Linked DNA regions of Dromaius novaehollandiae: region 2 is linked to region 1. A link is a contact called in public Hi-C data. All regions are on one chromosome and are shown on one strand. The core of a region is the stretch at or near the end of the contact, and the rest is flanking DNA. Distances in the headings are between cores, read along the strand shown.

What was found. A called contact is a pair of places that touch in the nucleus more often than the background predicts.
Region 2: a Hi-C map of brain shows a contact between it and region 1, with 6 times the contacts expected there. The contact joins the promoter of AASDHPPT here to the enhancer-like site in region 1. A contact is called at or near these places in 2 of 4 Hi-C or Micro-C datasets (brain and ovary).

Annotation. Positions count from the first base shown.
Region 1 is chr1:201,651,288-201,654,808 of bDroNov1.hap1, reverse strand. The region is part of intron 7 of ALKBH8 (alkB homolog 8, tRNA methyltransferase); the gene reads right to left. Among named protein-coding and RNA genes, the nearest start is that of ALKBH8, 19 kb to the right of the region's middle. Within about 2 kb of position 2,013, at least 2 of the 2 cell types and tissues checked have open chromatin away from gene starts, as enhancers often do.
Region 2 is chr1:202,295,208-202,298,728 of bDroNov1.hap1, reverse strand. AASDHPPT (aminoadipate-semialdehyde dehydrogenase-phosphopantetheinyl transferase) reads left to right here and starts at 1,876. Exons shown (of 6, transcript XM_026100221.2): 1 at 1,876-2,162; 2 at 3,316-3,521. The coding sequence starts at 2,019. It overlaps KBTBD3 (kelch repeat and BTB domain containing 3), which reads right to left and starts at 1,709. Exons shown (of 3, transcript XM_026100217.2): 1 at 1,557-1,709.

The DNA.
Region 1 (3,521 bases), core at 764-3,263:
TTGTACAGAGTAAACATGATAAAAACATTAGTTTCATCAAATGGCTGGTTGCTTAGCTTGTCCTTGCAAGAGTCCACCACATTCACACAACAGAGTGTTTAGTAAATTCATTCGCCCATTCATTTACCACATGCCTCACAACAGCAATACAGCTGGGAAGCCTAACATATTTAACTCATGGTGCTCAGAACACCTTTCACATGCAGAAGCTTTCCACTAGTTTGCAAAAATGAGATATCATCTTAGATGGAATAAACCAGCTGAATTTAGTATACAGACAGGAATACAGCCCCTTGGGGCTCCCATCTAACTGATACAGAAGCCACTGCAGACTGCACTTCTTCAGGACCCGATAGAATGCATGGCTGTATGATGGGTACAGCTCAAGAAATCTGTCTTACAGATCGGAAGAAAACTGCTGTTGAGCTTAAGGAATTCCATCAGAACCACTTGAACAAACTTCTGAACTCAGCATTAGATTGTAGTGATTAAATGTCTGCCATTTTTCCCAAAGGACATTTTGGTTCTTTCAATCCAATCTTTTTTTAAACAATGATCACTTTTATTTTATAATTTCACCCACTACAATTATGCTGCTAGCATGGAAAGAGGAAAAAGGTTGTTCAAAGTCTTATAGTCACTGCCAGAATAATTCCTCAAATAGCTAAGATGCTTTATGACTTCCCTTAAAAGAATAATAAAGAGATGTAAATGTAAAAGCAGCAAATTAAACTGAATCAGCAACCTACCAAGATAAGCAAAATATGATTGGGACCACACACTTAACACAACAATACCCAGTACCTGTCTACCTTGTTAAAACTCATTCAAAAACACAAAACAGTTGCTAAATAACTGTCAATGGCTGGATGCAATCTAGACTTTCTAAAGGCTTCTGACAAAATCTTTCTCAAGCAACCATTACAGAAACAGCTACTGCTACAGCAGCTACAGATTTCTATTTCTTAACAAAAACAGATTAGAAATAGATTAACAGATAAGAAACAAAACTGCAGGAATAAATTATCAGTCTGAAAGACGGTAATAGCAGGGTACCTCATTCTATCATTTCTAGGACTGGCATTGGCCATGCATATTTCAAAAGGTCTGGTGGGGTATATCTTTGTAATATTGTCCTGCTTCCAAGGTTTAAAAGAGCCACTGCTTTTCTTTTTAGGCCAAGGCCCGCAATATCTGCAGGATAGGACATCCTGAATATGCATTCAGATGAACAGAAGACAGGCAGAGGTCAGGGATTACCCCACGTTCTCAGCCTCCCTGTTTAACCTTGAGCCATGAACCTGGTTCAAACCCCTGAAGCTTCTCTTTCAGAGAAATTAGGTCAAGGATCTAACCAAGGCACCGCAGCAGCAGTTCTCAGTGTTTATATTAGCTTTCTGCCAGGACAAGGCACAGGGATAAGAAGCAGAGTAAGGCACTCGAGGTGGAACAGTAGAGGCCAAGGAGAGGAGAATGACAAGCCCGAAATATTTACATCAGGTCTGGATATTAGGAAAACAGGACAGAACATCATAAATACAGCAAGGTGCCAACTCAACACAATACAAACTCCTTGGGAAAACAATGATTACGGTTCACCCTCTGGCAGGATAGCAGTTGGTGTCCAATGGTACTCTTCAACAGGATAAGGCAGGGCTGAAAGGAGGAAAGACTGCAGTGTATCACTAACTATTGGGGGTAAGAAATCTGCAGCCAGGAAAGGAATATCCTTTTCTGGGTTGCATACTTTCACACAACTCAGAACATCGTAGAAACATTACCTCTGTATTTCTAAAATTTTAACGAATCAAGGCTTATGTAACAGCAGGTTAAATGGCAAATTAGGAAAATCGGAGGAACAGAAATCTCAGTATTGATCAAACTCTTGCAGCAAATCCACAAAAGGAAGCTTGACACAGGCTTCACCTAGGATTTTTCTGAGACAGCTCCAAACTTTGTCAGGCTCCTCAGATGAAATACTGTAGAACTGTGTATCTCTAGAGACACCAAATGGAGGCACTGAAAATAACACCATCAATACAGAAAACACTTAACAGAAAGAACTGCTCCTTGTTTTGCAGCACACTGTTCAAATTCATGGGAACAGGGACATATGGTTTGCCATGAAACTTAATAAATCATTTAGAACTGATTTTAATCCACTGCCTTTCTTTTCCTACTATCACAACTTCTGAGTTACATTTATATTCAATATTACAGCATTGAAACTGACAGTCTCATCAAGATTTTTAGCATACCAGCTCATATAAATAAGGATGAATGTGGTGGTTTATACAATGCCATTAGAAGTTCAGTGGGACATTAAGGAAGTCTCGCTTTATTCTACAGTTACTGAGCAGGTGCCAAAGAAACGGGTCAAAATCTGACAAGCAAGCAGCCTGTTCTGACAGCCTCACCTTTCCTGGAGTATCACAGCACGAGACACATCACATATCTCATTGCTTTGCCCACAAACTGTTTCATGGCTTTTATAAGCTAGGCAGAGGTCCAAAGTAATGGAGAGACTTTCTCCTACATCAAGTTTAATCAGTCCTGTAACCTCCCTAAAACACTACATATTGCGCCAACTGGAACAAAATTGACCATCTGGTTCACTGTGGCTCTTGACGGACAAACTTGTTTCATGTGACTGAGCTGGGGAATAGAATCTCAGACCTATGTTTCTGCCTCATTTCCCACGACCATAAGAACTTGGATCACTGTAGGTTACCTAATGCAAAACAAATGCAGTGTCGTGAGAAATCATGCCCTTATTTTCTTCTCAGGATTGCTTGTTCATATTTAAGCTGTAAATTCTACATGCCAACAGCGATTTCCTCTTCAACGTAAAACAAATATGCAAAAACAAATTAGATTTGCAGTGATCCCTCTGACATACTAGTACAAAGTGCTTTTTTACTGGATAAACTCATTCAGCACCGAGAAAAGGACTGATTCTTGATTGTGTGTTTTAGACTGCAAGATATCACTGAAGCTGTAATAGGTTTGAGAACCTATGTTGATGGCTAAGGCACTAGGCTAGTATGTGAAACACTTGTGTTTAGTCTCAGTGCCATGGACTTCCTGTTCATAAGCCAAGACATTTATTTTATTTACTAGTACCTGCCTAACTCAGAGATCCTGTAAGGACAAATATACCAAAAATGGAAATGTTTAGATTCTCCAGTGATAGGGCATAAACAATAATCTATGATTGCAAGACTTAAAATTAGTCATGATACAATACATACAGCTACACAACAGCTGAAGGAAAGATAGAAAGATTTTTCCATGACTTAGTATAACAATATATGTGGCATTATGCTATCTTTTCTTCCTCTGAAGTATCAGTCAACCTCAGAAACAGGACACAGAATCAGTTGGGATACCAGTTTATTTCTTTATGGTACTTCTATCAAATGTGAGCATCTGTTGAGGAGAATAAAGAGACAAGACATATGATTCTGTTTATATATTTTTTCCATAACGTTCTACCCTAATTTATTCAGGTGAAGAAAAAG
Region 2 (3,521 bases), core at 627-3,126, 640 kb before region 1:
TGAGACACTTAATCCAGAAATCTGGCATTTATCAATAATACATGTTGAAACAGTATTATCAGAAGGAAGGGTGACACAGATACTTGGAAGCTTTAGGTTCTTTAGGAGTTATTGAAAAGAACAGCATGGTATCAGTATGAAGCAGTGAAATGGCACTGACTCCTGGAGGCATTCCAATACTGGAAGATTCCCCCTGTGCAAGCAGTGATCTTTAATTGCATATCCTCTCACAATCAATTAAGACAAAATAATCAGTTAGAACTCAGATTGACTGGATTTTATCCTAAAGCTAAATTTCTCAAATTCATCAGTCTTTTTTGGAAATTGTTTTCTTAGGTAAAAAGTTCCAAGAATTTTAATTTTCATTCTCACAACACAATTGGAATTGAAATGCCATACTCTACTTCTAGTTCTTATTCTAGACAGAAAGACAACAGTTCTGGCCTGTGGGGAAACAGCACTTCTTCACATTAACAGGGATTTGGAGTGCTAAAACAACAAAAAAAGGGGCACATTCTAAGAAATGCCTGAAATGTTACAAAAAAAAAAATTTGAAAATTACACTATTTGTATGTGATCAATATAGAAAAGTTAAACAGCATATATTTCTAAGGCAACAAATAGGAACATAGCTCATAAGTTTCCAAATAGATGCTAAACGTTTAGCCATGGCCTAAGTTCCAATTCAAAGGGAAAATAATATCATTACCTATGTTTTTCAGATGGCCTATAATTGAGGGAGCAAGGGAATCCAGTACCAACAATAAACACTAAAAATCTTATTACAACAGACAGCAAAGGATAGAAAGACGCTGTTACTTGGACATAATCTTTAGATGTCAGAATCAAACTAGAGTAATATAACACTTTGTATGAATACCGCAACGGAGGGGGGACACGGGGCCACCCCCCACGAGACGGGCCCAGGCGGCCACCACGAGTCCTCAGGAACCTTCAGGAACACGGACGCGCTAAGGGCAAGGATGGGGCCGCAGACGCTGGCGGATCACCTGCCGCTAATAAATAACGGCACCACGAAAAACCCCAGGGGCAACGAGTGCCTCCGGTACAAACTCGCCCCTTTCTCAAACACAGCAGGAAGCAGACGTACGTAAAAAATTACGCCCGTTCTGCCAGGGCCGCGCTTACCATCCAGCCACCGCACTGCCTGCGCACTGCGGCCGCGCGTCCCCACCCGCCCCGGCTGCCGAGCAGCGCAGGCCCCGCACGCCGCGGCTGTGGCGACCACCAAACACCGCGGCAGCCGCCATCTTCCCACCCTTCCGCGCGCCCCGCCGGGCAAGCAGCACCGGGCACGGGCGTCAACGCCCACTATTGCGCATGCCCAAGCGCCCGCGCATGCGCCCCACGCACCCTGCGTTCATTCTAAGGGGAGACTAAGTCTGATGCGGACATCGCGGAGCGCTTCCCCTCCCCTCTCAGCCCAGCCTCCGGTCCAGCCACGGGATGTGGCGGTCTCCAGCACTGCTGCCCCTCTGCAACTGGCGAAGCGCTAGTCTCCCCGTTAACGCTCTCTCCGGACAGCGCGCACCCACCTGCACCCAACACCAACAGCTCGCCGAACCGTCTGTCCCACCCTCTGCAGAGGCACCGCCAGCGGATTGGCTTCTTCCGGTGTCAGTCTCTCGATCCTTGTGCTTCGGATGGCCCCCCGCGCTGTCAATCCGGATGAAGTCCCGCCCATCCTCCGGAGCGGGTTCCTCTCCGCCCGCCCCTCTTCGCGCCCGCTGTCCGTAGCTCAGCCGCAGACACCGCCTTTCCTCTGATAGGTCGGCACCTGGCGCATTCGTCTGTCACTCACGCCGCTCTCTGATATCGGATTGGTCCCCGCCGTTCGAGAGGCGGCTCACACCAAGCCGGAGGGGTGCGAGCGAGCGGGTCACGGCCGCGCCGGGAGAGGGCGGCGATGAGCGCGCGCCAGTAGCTCAGCGGTGCCAACATGCCGCTGCCGTCGGAAGGCGCCTGGGCAGCGCCCGACGCTGCCTGAGGAGCGGCCCATGGGGAGCGTGCGCTGGGCCTTCCCCTGCGCCGCCTGGCGCCCCCGCCGCGAGGAGTGGCTGCTGGCGGCGCGCCTGGTGCAGCCCGAGGAGAAGGACCGCATCGGCCAGTTTGTCTTTGCCCGCGATGCCAAAGCCGCCTTGGTACCTGCCGGCGGGGGGGCCGCGCGGGCCGCTGGCGGAGCCTCCCCTCCCCTCCCGTCGGGGGCGGGAGCGCTCACCGCAGGCGGGAAGCGAGGCGTGGAGGACCGGGTTGGCTAGAGCGGCGCTCGCCCTTCCCGCCCGGTGTGGGCGTGCCCGAAGCGGTGCTGGGGGCCTGGCACCCCCCCGCCCCTCTGCGCCGAGGTGGCTCCGTTAACGAGCCTCCCGAGGCCCCTATGGAAGCTGCCCCTCGTCACGCTGTGAGGCGTTGCCCCGGCTGGGTAGCGGCGTCCGGGGCGCGCTCGTCCAGCCACTGATTCAGACTGTCCAAATTGCTGACCCCCCCCCCCCCCCAAAAAAAAAAAAAAAAAAAAAAGGCCTTGCGGGAGCGTTTCAGGGCAGTAAATGCACTACACTGACAGCGTTACTTGTTCTAGTTTCCACTAACTTGGGGGAAGAGAGATGTTTGTGATCTGCTGTTGGTGGTTGTCCTGAAAGACTTGTCAGTTTTGTGGTGTGAAATTACGACACGGAAGCAACGTACTCTAGATTATCCCAGAGTAACGTAAGGTGTAAGAGAGCAATGCTGATTCATCCAGCACATTTTGCATAATTAATGCAGGTTTTAAGTCTTACATAACAATGTGGTAGTAATACTGGTTTCTGCTAATAAGTTTGTTAACTGTTGTTCATCATTTTTAGCTATTCTTCAGTATTTTGTCTAGCATCAAAGTAACTGAGTTACTGAAAAGCTCTTAGGGGAGTTTTACTGTTCAGTATAGTGTAAAAAATATTTGATGTTGGACTACTGTGCCATAAAGTATCCTAGGTGAATGAATAAGATGGGGAAGGGAACTACTTTTTATGGCTCTTGTAGGCTGAGACTTTTTTTTTCATTGGGTCTTGTGCTGAATCTGTTGCTAGTAGTGATTACAAATGTAATCAGGTCCGGTAAACTGTTTTGGGTTTTAGTTAGTTTTACTTGATGATAACTTTTATAAAAGAGAGAAATCTAAAGCATTTACTTAAATATAGTCCTACTTTGTCTTGGCAATAATAACAGCTAACAATTTTTAGGCAGGTGGTTTTCTAGCAACTACAAATATTTCTTTGTCCGTAGCATAATGGTTCTTTATGAATCCCTTTTATTCCATAGGCTGGTCGTCTGCTGATAAGGAAACTAATTGCAGAAAAGTTGCATATACCATGGAATGAAATACGCTTGCAGAGGACATCAAAAGGAAAACCTTTCCTGGCAAATAACATATCCAGTACCTATTCAAACTACAACTTCAATGTCTCTCATCAAGGGGATTATGCAGTTCTTGCAGCTGAGCCAGAACTTCAAGTTGGCATTGATAT